2 separate regions of the Mus musculus genome follow, and region 1 is linked to region 2. A link is a contact called in public HiChIP or PLAC-seq data. All regions are on one chromosome and are shown on one strand. The core of a region is the stretch at or near the end of the contact, and the rest is flanking DNA. Distances in the headings are between cores, read along the strand shown. Region 1 holds the start of Cbx1 (chromobox 1). Region 2 overlaps Skap1 (src family associated phosphoprotein 1).

Evidence for each region. HiChIP or PLAC-seq counts read pairs in DNA pulled down with a chosen protein or histone mark.
Region 1: an H3K27ac HiChIP or PLAC-seq map of embryonic stem cells shows a contact between it and region 2, with 8 read pairs. The contact joins the promoter of Cbx1 here to the enhancer-like site in region 2. A contact is called at or near these places in 1 of 39 promoter capture datasets (macrophages), 1 of 15 datasets of contacts at CTCF or cohesin (the NIH/3T3 cell line), 2 of 484 Hi-C or Micro-C datasets (both in embryonic stem cells), 2 of 115 datasets of contacts at active chromatin or transcription factors (both in embryonic stem cells) and 3 of 9 other capture datasets (adipose tissue, liver and pancreatic islet).

What each region holds. Positions count from the first base shown.
Region 1 is chr11:96,787,275-96,790,836 of GRCm38.p6, reverse strand. Cbx1 (chromobox 1) reads right to left here and starts at 1,702. Exons shown (of 5, transcript NM_001362560.1): 1 at 1,484-1,702.
Region 2 is chr11:96,711,820-96,715,512 of GRCm38.p6, reverse strand. It overlaps Skap1 (src family associated phosphoprotein 1), which reads right to left. Exons shown (of 12, transcript NM_001177899.1): 9 at 2,311-2,496. Among named protein-coding and RNA genes, the nearest start is that of Snx11, 64 kb to the left of the region's middle. Within about 2 kb of position 2,067, at least 21 of the 459 cell types and tissues checked have an H3K27ac peak or open chromatin away from gene starts, as enhancers often do. A contact at or near this core is called in embryonic stem cells, where this site is marked.

The sequences.
Region 1 (3,562 bases), core at 453-2,952, 76 kb before region 2:
TTCAACACACCACTTCCCAGATATGCCTAGAGAGCATCCAGGAAGTGTATAGGCACCAATTTCTTGATTGTAGCCATACATCTACCAGAAAACCTTAGGTCTTTTGAAACTATTCCAAAAAGCTGACATGATTCTTAACACAAAACTGGAGAGGTTACCCTATGTTCTAGCATAACTCATTTTTCAAAAAACCTTTTTATGGTATTGGAACATAACTCAGTGGTAGATAACTTACATGTGTGCAAGGTCCTCAGTACCACACACCGAAATGAGTTCTATATTTCTATACTGCTTTTTAAATAAAAATATTCTCGCTGCCGGTGGGCATGCACCTGCTTTCGAGGGTCCCTGCCATTTCCCTAATTTGTAGCTCAGAGGGCAATTCTGTGAAGTCTGCTCGCTCTTTCCACCTTTACCTGGATCCTGAGAGGTAAACTGAGGCCCCCAGGCTTACGCACAAAGAACAGATCTCTTTCATTGGATGAGTCTTGCCTTACACGTGTTCTTCCACAGCCTCCCAACTCACACTGAAGACCCATTACAAGGCACAAAGTGGCCTTTTCACCCTTTCTTGACTCCCCTGGTGGCCAGGCAAGGCTTTAAACTCCTGATCGTCCTGTTTCCGCTCCCAAGGGCTACATGAATGCCATCAAGCCCAGCCCGAATTTATAAGGTACAGAGGATTGAATTCAGGCCTGTGCAGTGGGCTAGGCAAACATTCTACCAACTAAGTTACATCCCCAGGGACCCTTTATTTTCTTCCACATTTGACCAGTCACTCTAGACTTCTACCCTACCTATCCCAGCAACTCCACTTTTAGACAAGGTCAAGAAAATGCCTGACCCCCCACCCCCACCCCTAGACGGATTCAACAAATCTCTTCCCCGCTAGCACACCGTGAGCTGCCCAAATCCTCCTGTTCAAGTTTATTGGAAGTTACTTCTTCTTAACTCTGGCAAGAGAAACTTCTCTGATAGTGGCAACTGGACCCAATATCCTCAGGTTACTTTTTCTCTCTTTCCTCCAAGTGCTACGGGGGTTGCTTGCGATTGCCACCGTGTCCGCTTTCTCAGGTTACATTTCTAAACCTCGAGAGTACGAAGTCGTGGTCCCTGCCACGCACACCCAAAAGCACCTGTCCCCCTTATGGACGTCCCAAAGTTTTCTTTCTCCCGCCCAACTCTAGAGTCCCTCACTCGGGTCAAACGCTCTTGGTCCAGTTCTTGAAAAGCTAACCCTCCGCTGGCTCCGCTCATCGCGAACCACTCGGCTCCCGGGCTCTGGATTCGCTGCCCCGCCCTCTCCACACTCCCGCAACCCGCGAGCTCTGCGCGGGAAGCGGACCCGGCGGGCGCTGGGCCGGGGCGCGCCCCCCATTCCTCGGTCTCCGCTCTTCCGTTAGCGGCCCGCGCTGGTCCGCGGCCTCCCGCCGTTGCCGCGTCCCCTCCCCCCACACACCCCGCCTCCAGCCCGCCTCTTCACCTCGTAGCAGCGCCCGAGAGTCCGAGAGGAATCGGTGCCGCGCTACTCGCGCGTTGCGTCGGGCGGTCCGAGGGGAGTAGCGCGCCCAGAGGAGCAAAGAGCCGTGTGGCCACAAGTCGACCGTCCCGCTGAAGCGGCGTACCGCAGGCCCCGCTAACGGCCCTCCCCTCAGCCGAACAAAAGAGCCTCTCACTCTGCGCGGCCCGCCGCCTGCACTGCGCAGACGCGACGACCCGCCGCAGGGCACCTTGGGATTAAGAGTCGGCCAGAAACTACAGATCCCAAAGTACCGCGCGAATCCCGCGCCGCCCACCTCCACTTTCAAGGATTGTAGGGAGTTTTCGTAGTTTTGTTTTCTTTTTTGACTGGAAAGGCGAAGTCGACTGTTACTTAGAACATAACTCTACAGTCTAGGAAATTGATGGGTAGTGGTGGGGTTTGTTTGTTTAATAACAGGATACGCAGCCCAGGTGGCTTCGAACTCGTGGCCTTTCTTTTTGCTTCAAATGTCAAAGTGCTGGATTCCAGGCGCGTGCTGGTATTCCTTACTCAGTCTACAAAAGTAGGACACTGCAGGTTTGGAAACTAGCCCGTTGATGTTTGGTCCGTTTGCGTTTAAAAGAAAAATATTGTATTCGTCACCTGAGATTTATCAAATCACCTTCAATAATGTCCAGCAATCTTACCTATTATTGCCACCTGACTGGGGTTCCTACCTCTCAGTTTGAATCACTGCTCCATTCAGAAAGCAGTAGATTAACCGTCTAGGTAGACACCATCGACACTTTCTGAATTTGCTTTTTTTCTTTCCCCTTCCTTCCCTCTCTATTCTTGTTTTATTTTTGGTTGTTGGTTCTGTTGAGTGGACAGGGTCTCAAGGAAGTCTGATCTACCTGTTTTCACTTCCCAAATGCCGAGTATTACAAACACAGACCACCACATTCAAAGTTTTCCCTTTATTGCCCTTGCCGGTGGGTGACTTTCATGGGGATTTCTCCATCTCTGTGAACATCCTTTATCAAGTTAGTCTAAAGAAACGGAATTAAGCAAAAACCACGGCTGGGCTGTCATTCTTTAACACGGGTGCTACTCTGATTCAGGTAGGTTGCTGCTAATTGTTGAACTAGGAACTCCAGTAAGGACAGACGCTTCATATGACTCATTGTGTCCACGACACTCAGGATCCTTGGTGTTTGTTTCTAGCAAGGACAAGGTCATTTTGGTTGTTTGTTTGTTTGGTTGGTTGGTTGGTTTGTTTTTGTTTGTTTTTTTGAGACAGGGTTTCTCTCAAAACTCAGTTTGTAGACCAGGCTGGCCTCAAACTCAGAAATCGGCCTGCCTCTGCCTCGAGTGCTGGGATTAAAGTTGTGCGCCACCACGCCCGGCCACAAGGTCACGTTTTGACTCTCAGTATTTATTGGTAAAAATTCCTTGAATATGTGATTAAGTGAATAACTGAGATGTCCAACTGATAATAGAACTGATCAAACTTTCCAAGGCCAGATTCAAGCCTCTTAATCCTAGTACCCGGGATTGAGACAGGAGGATTGCTGGGAGTTTAAGAGCACTTTAGCACTTAGGAGGCAGAGGCAGGAGAATTTCTGAGTTCAAGACCAGCCTGTTCTACAGAGTGAGTTCCAGGAGAGCCAGGGCTACACAGAGAAACCCTGTCTCAAACAAACAAACAAACACAACAGCAAACCCAAAAAAAAAAAAAAAAAAAAAAGCGCAGTTTAGACTATGTAGCCTAGGTTACAGAGTGAGAGCTTGTCTTAAAAAAAAAAACAAACAAACAAACCAAAAATCAAAAAAACCCCGAAACAGTGACAACTTTTCTGTTCAAAAAACTAAGACAAAAGAAAAAGAGGGTTAGTTTCACAATGTTATATAAAAATTAGTCAAAAGAGACCGATTCTTCCTGAAAAAATACTTGGGTCAAGCCTCCAAAACCAGGCGACAACCCACCCGTTCTGGATGCCTTTAAGCCATGTGAGGAGAAGGCAGAGAGAAGGAAAGAGGGGAACCAGGTGCAGCAACCAAGATGGGAAAGCATTAAAAATGGGGTAGGAAGGTAACCAA
Region 2 (3,693 bases), core at 818-3,317:
GTGTATAGTGGCTTCTGTTCATTGGATGCACAGGCAAGGTAGCTGCTGTCCTTCTAACCTGCAGAAAGAGATCCCACCTTTTCTATAGTGTGGTTCCCTCAATTTCCGTGGACTGGAGTTGTGGGCACAGGGTTAGTGGCTGCTTGAGGAGGCTGACTAAGCTCCATGCCGTTGGCTCCACTCTTTTTTTTTTTTTTTTTTTTTTTTCCTTTTTTTTTTTTTAAGATTTATTTATTTATTATATGTAAATACACTGTAGCTGTCTTCAGACACTCCAGAAGAGGGCACCAGATCTCGTTACGGATGGTTGTGAGCCACCATGTGGTTGCTGGGATTTGAACTCCGGACCTTCGGAAGAACAGTCGGGTGCTCTTACCCACTGAGCCATCTCACCAGCCCCCGGCTCCACTCTTGTATATAAGCAGTGGGAGGTTTGGAGGCATTTTAGGGACCTCAGCTTGTTTGTCAGCAGTGTTTAGGAGGCAGGATGAACTTGGTCACTCAGAAGCTGGTGGTACAGTCCTTCCTTCTGACCCAGAGTAAGGAATCCCATCCTGTTTCCTGCGGTCTCTCTCCTTCACTCCCCCCCCCCCCCCCAGCATCAGTTTCATCCTCCCTGGCTTCTTTGGGCATCACATAGCTTTTCTCTGCAGCCCAGAAGGCAGAGTGGCTTGGAGATCGTTGGAACCTCAGGTGAAGCCTCATCCGGCTCTTTCCCCGAACCTGGGCTGGCGTGAGCTCTCTAGGAAGATCCTGGCCAAGCTGGGGAGAGCATCTCCTTTTAGGGAGTGTGGTGAATTAGATCGCTTTCTGCACCCTGCTGTTGCAATGGCACAGGCTGTGGAGGAAGATTCTCGGAGGAGCTCTGTTTTAATGTAGCAATTTGATTCAATTTTCCACTCTATAAAATTACCCATCACCGCTCGTTGCTTCCTAACAGACACCTTCACTCTTAATTTAACAATCCTATCGAATTCTGCCAGGGAAATTGGAAAAATTTATCACCTGTGAAATTTTATTTTCCTTTGGTTGTATCTGTTTTTGTAAAACTTCATTAACGACGATGACTTGCTGAGGAAATTATCATTTTTTTTTTAACTTCAGACACAAGAAATGGCTCGACCTCAACCAAGATATCATTTGCATAATAAAACACAACAACAACAACAACAACAACAACCACCACCACCGCCGCCGCCGCCAGGGGAAGTGGAGTCTGGCAGAGGCTGGAGGACTGAGGAGGATTGAACACTTCTTGGTGGGGCTTTGAGGACACACAGACTTGCAACTTGACTCAGAGAGCAATGACGTCGCTTGTCTCTCAGGCAAGAGACAAATAGGGAATACCTACTTAAGAAGGCTGGGTCCTCCTCTTAGGAAGCCTTGAGATGCAATTATTTACTGATAATGCTTTTAGCAAGGGGCCCTGTCTTCTGGGGCCTAAGTGTTGGGTTCACCTTAGTTTCCAGGTTCATCTGGGATGCAGGCTTAAATTGCTATAAATTTTGGCTTAATTTGAATTTCTTAGCAGAGTACTAAACTCCTGGCAAATTTCCACAGGAGCGCTTCCTGAATGGACTTGAAGATTCAGCTTTCCCATTGTCTAAATACCTCACAATTAAAAGGCTCAGGCTCCGGCTTTCCAGTCTGACCCCCACTGTGTTCTGTACTGTTCACCAGCTGCTGGATTCCCACCAGAAGTGGCTCTGCGGGAACAGTGATGACTGTGCGTTTTCTGAGATGCTAGTGAGCCTGCCTTGTGAAGGGGAGGGCTCCAGAGTCAACCGGCCCCAGCACGGGGAGAGGCGAGGCAGGGTAGGCTTACTCTGAGGAGATGAGATTTGACTCTGGGCGATGATGAGGTGTGTTCTATCAGAGTTTTACTGTATCAAGACCATTGTTGGCATCTGCACAATCCAGACTTTGGAAATCCTCCGTACCTTTGAGACAATGCTTTATCCTTCTCCAGATTCTACAGAAAGTAAGCCAGGGCTAGAGAGTTATGAGAACGCACCCCCAAACTCACAGCTAGCCAATGAGAAACAGAGGGAGTGGTCTCTAGCCTTTAACCTTCATGGCTCAAGAACAAGTGACGTCACGTCACGTGGTACCGCTGAAAGAGGATTTCATCTTGTTCCCAGAACAAGGCAGAGTCACCGGGCTTTTTACACCATCTCCTTCAGACAGTGAACCTTGAATAGGGATAACTTTGGGGGCTGTTTCGTTCTTTCGCATGTCAAGAGTTTTTTGTTTTTGTTGTTGTTTTTCTGAGCAGCAGGAGGTGGGTAGTTAGCCGGTGATGTATCTTACCTGGTAGGACTTCATAAATGTCCTCCTCTTTCTCAGTAGGCTCAGGCAAGGCCATGGCTCTGCACTGGGAGCCAGACCTTGGGGAGTCAAAGCCATCGACGTCATTGTACATTTCTTCCTCTTCTTTCTCTTCTTCCTCCTCTTCCTCCTCCTCCTCTTCGAAGGGAATGGTTAAGGAGCTAAGATCTGCAGCGGGAGCAAAGATAAGAATGAATAAAGATAGAAAAAAAAAGAAGTATAGGAAAGGAGGAGGTGAGAGAGGAGGAGGGATGAGAATAAAACATGTCAGGAGAAAATGAAACACTAGGTTAAGGGCTGTTATTTCTAATGCGGGCCTCAGTGGCAGGAAATCTACAGAAAAGGCCAGCCCGTCACTGCATCAGGTTTAACCCACCAACATAAATCCTCCCTGGCAATAAAACGTGGTCAGGATGAAGCAGCCCAGAAAAGTATGGGTATGGGAACGGAAACGCAAGGTGAAAGGAAGAAAATAGGCCAGGCGAGGCATTGCCTGTGTCCTATGCTCTGCTCGCCAAGCAGAAAACCGGATCGGTGAGCGATGGCTCCAAGTTGGCCAGGGTGACAGAGCCCAGGCAATATGGCGGAGTCTGAGCTCTCAGACGTTCATTTCCCGGTGGTCTCACTGTGGAATTCAGACAAATTTGTTCGTGGAGAGGGAAGAAAAACAAATGAGGAAAAGCAGCAGAAGAAAAGAAATGGGGGCACGGGAAAACACAACCGTGGTGTGACCAGACGGAATGGCCAAACAGCACAGTTACCATGTCCTTTTGCGGCCTGGATGACCTCAAAGTGGGTCACTGAGGAGGGGGTGTTCAGCCATTACCGCACTGGTGAGCACCAGGGCGGGGAGAAAGATTGGTTTCAATTCTGATAGGGGGATGGGAAGCTTGTTCTCTGCCTTCAGTGTGCTCCCGGAACCCCCACCCCCACCCCCACCCCACCACCGAGGGGCCGCTGCAGGACCCAGCGAGCACACTGAGCATACTCTGGGGACAGGAAGGATGGAGAGACAGGAACGGTTCATTTCGAAGCACAATAAAACTGCTTGGCTTGATTAGGCTTTTAATAAAGATTTCCCAACAAATTTCATCTGAATTCCGGCGACTTCATAGGAGGAAAGGATCAAAGGCACATTTGCGGCTGAAACCATATGTTATTATTTTGTTTGTTTTAAAATAAAATGGAATGAATAATTTCTTCAATGTGAGATTCTGAAAGTACCACAGGGTACAGCTCAATAAAGCTGCTTTGAGTTTTATTGAGGTTTATACACTTAGGGGTATATTACACGCATAAATCCTAGGCACCTAGATGAGAGTGTACCCTGTAGCCTCACCATCAACGCCCGTGTCTGCCTAGCTC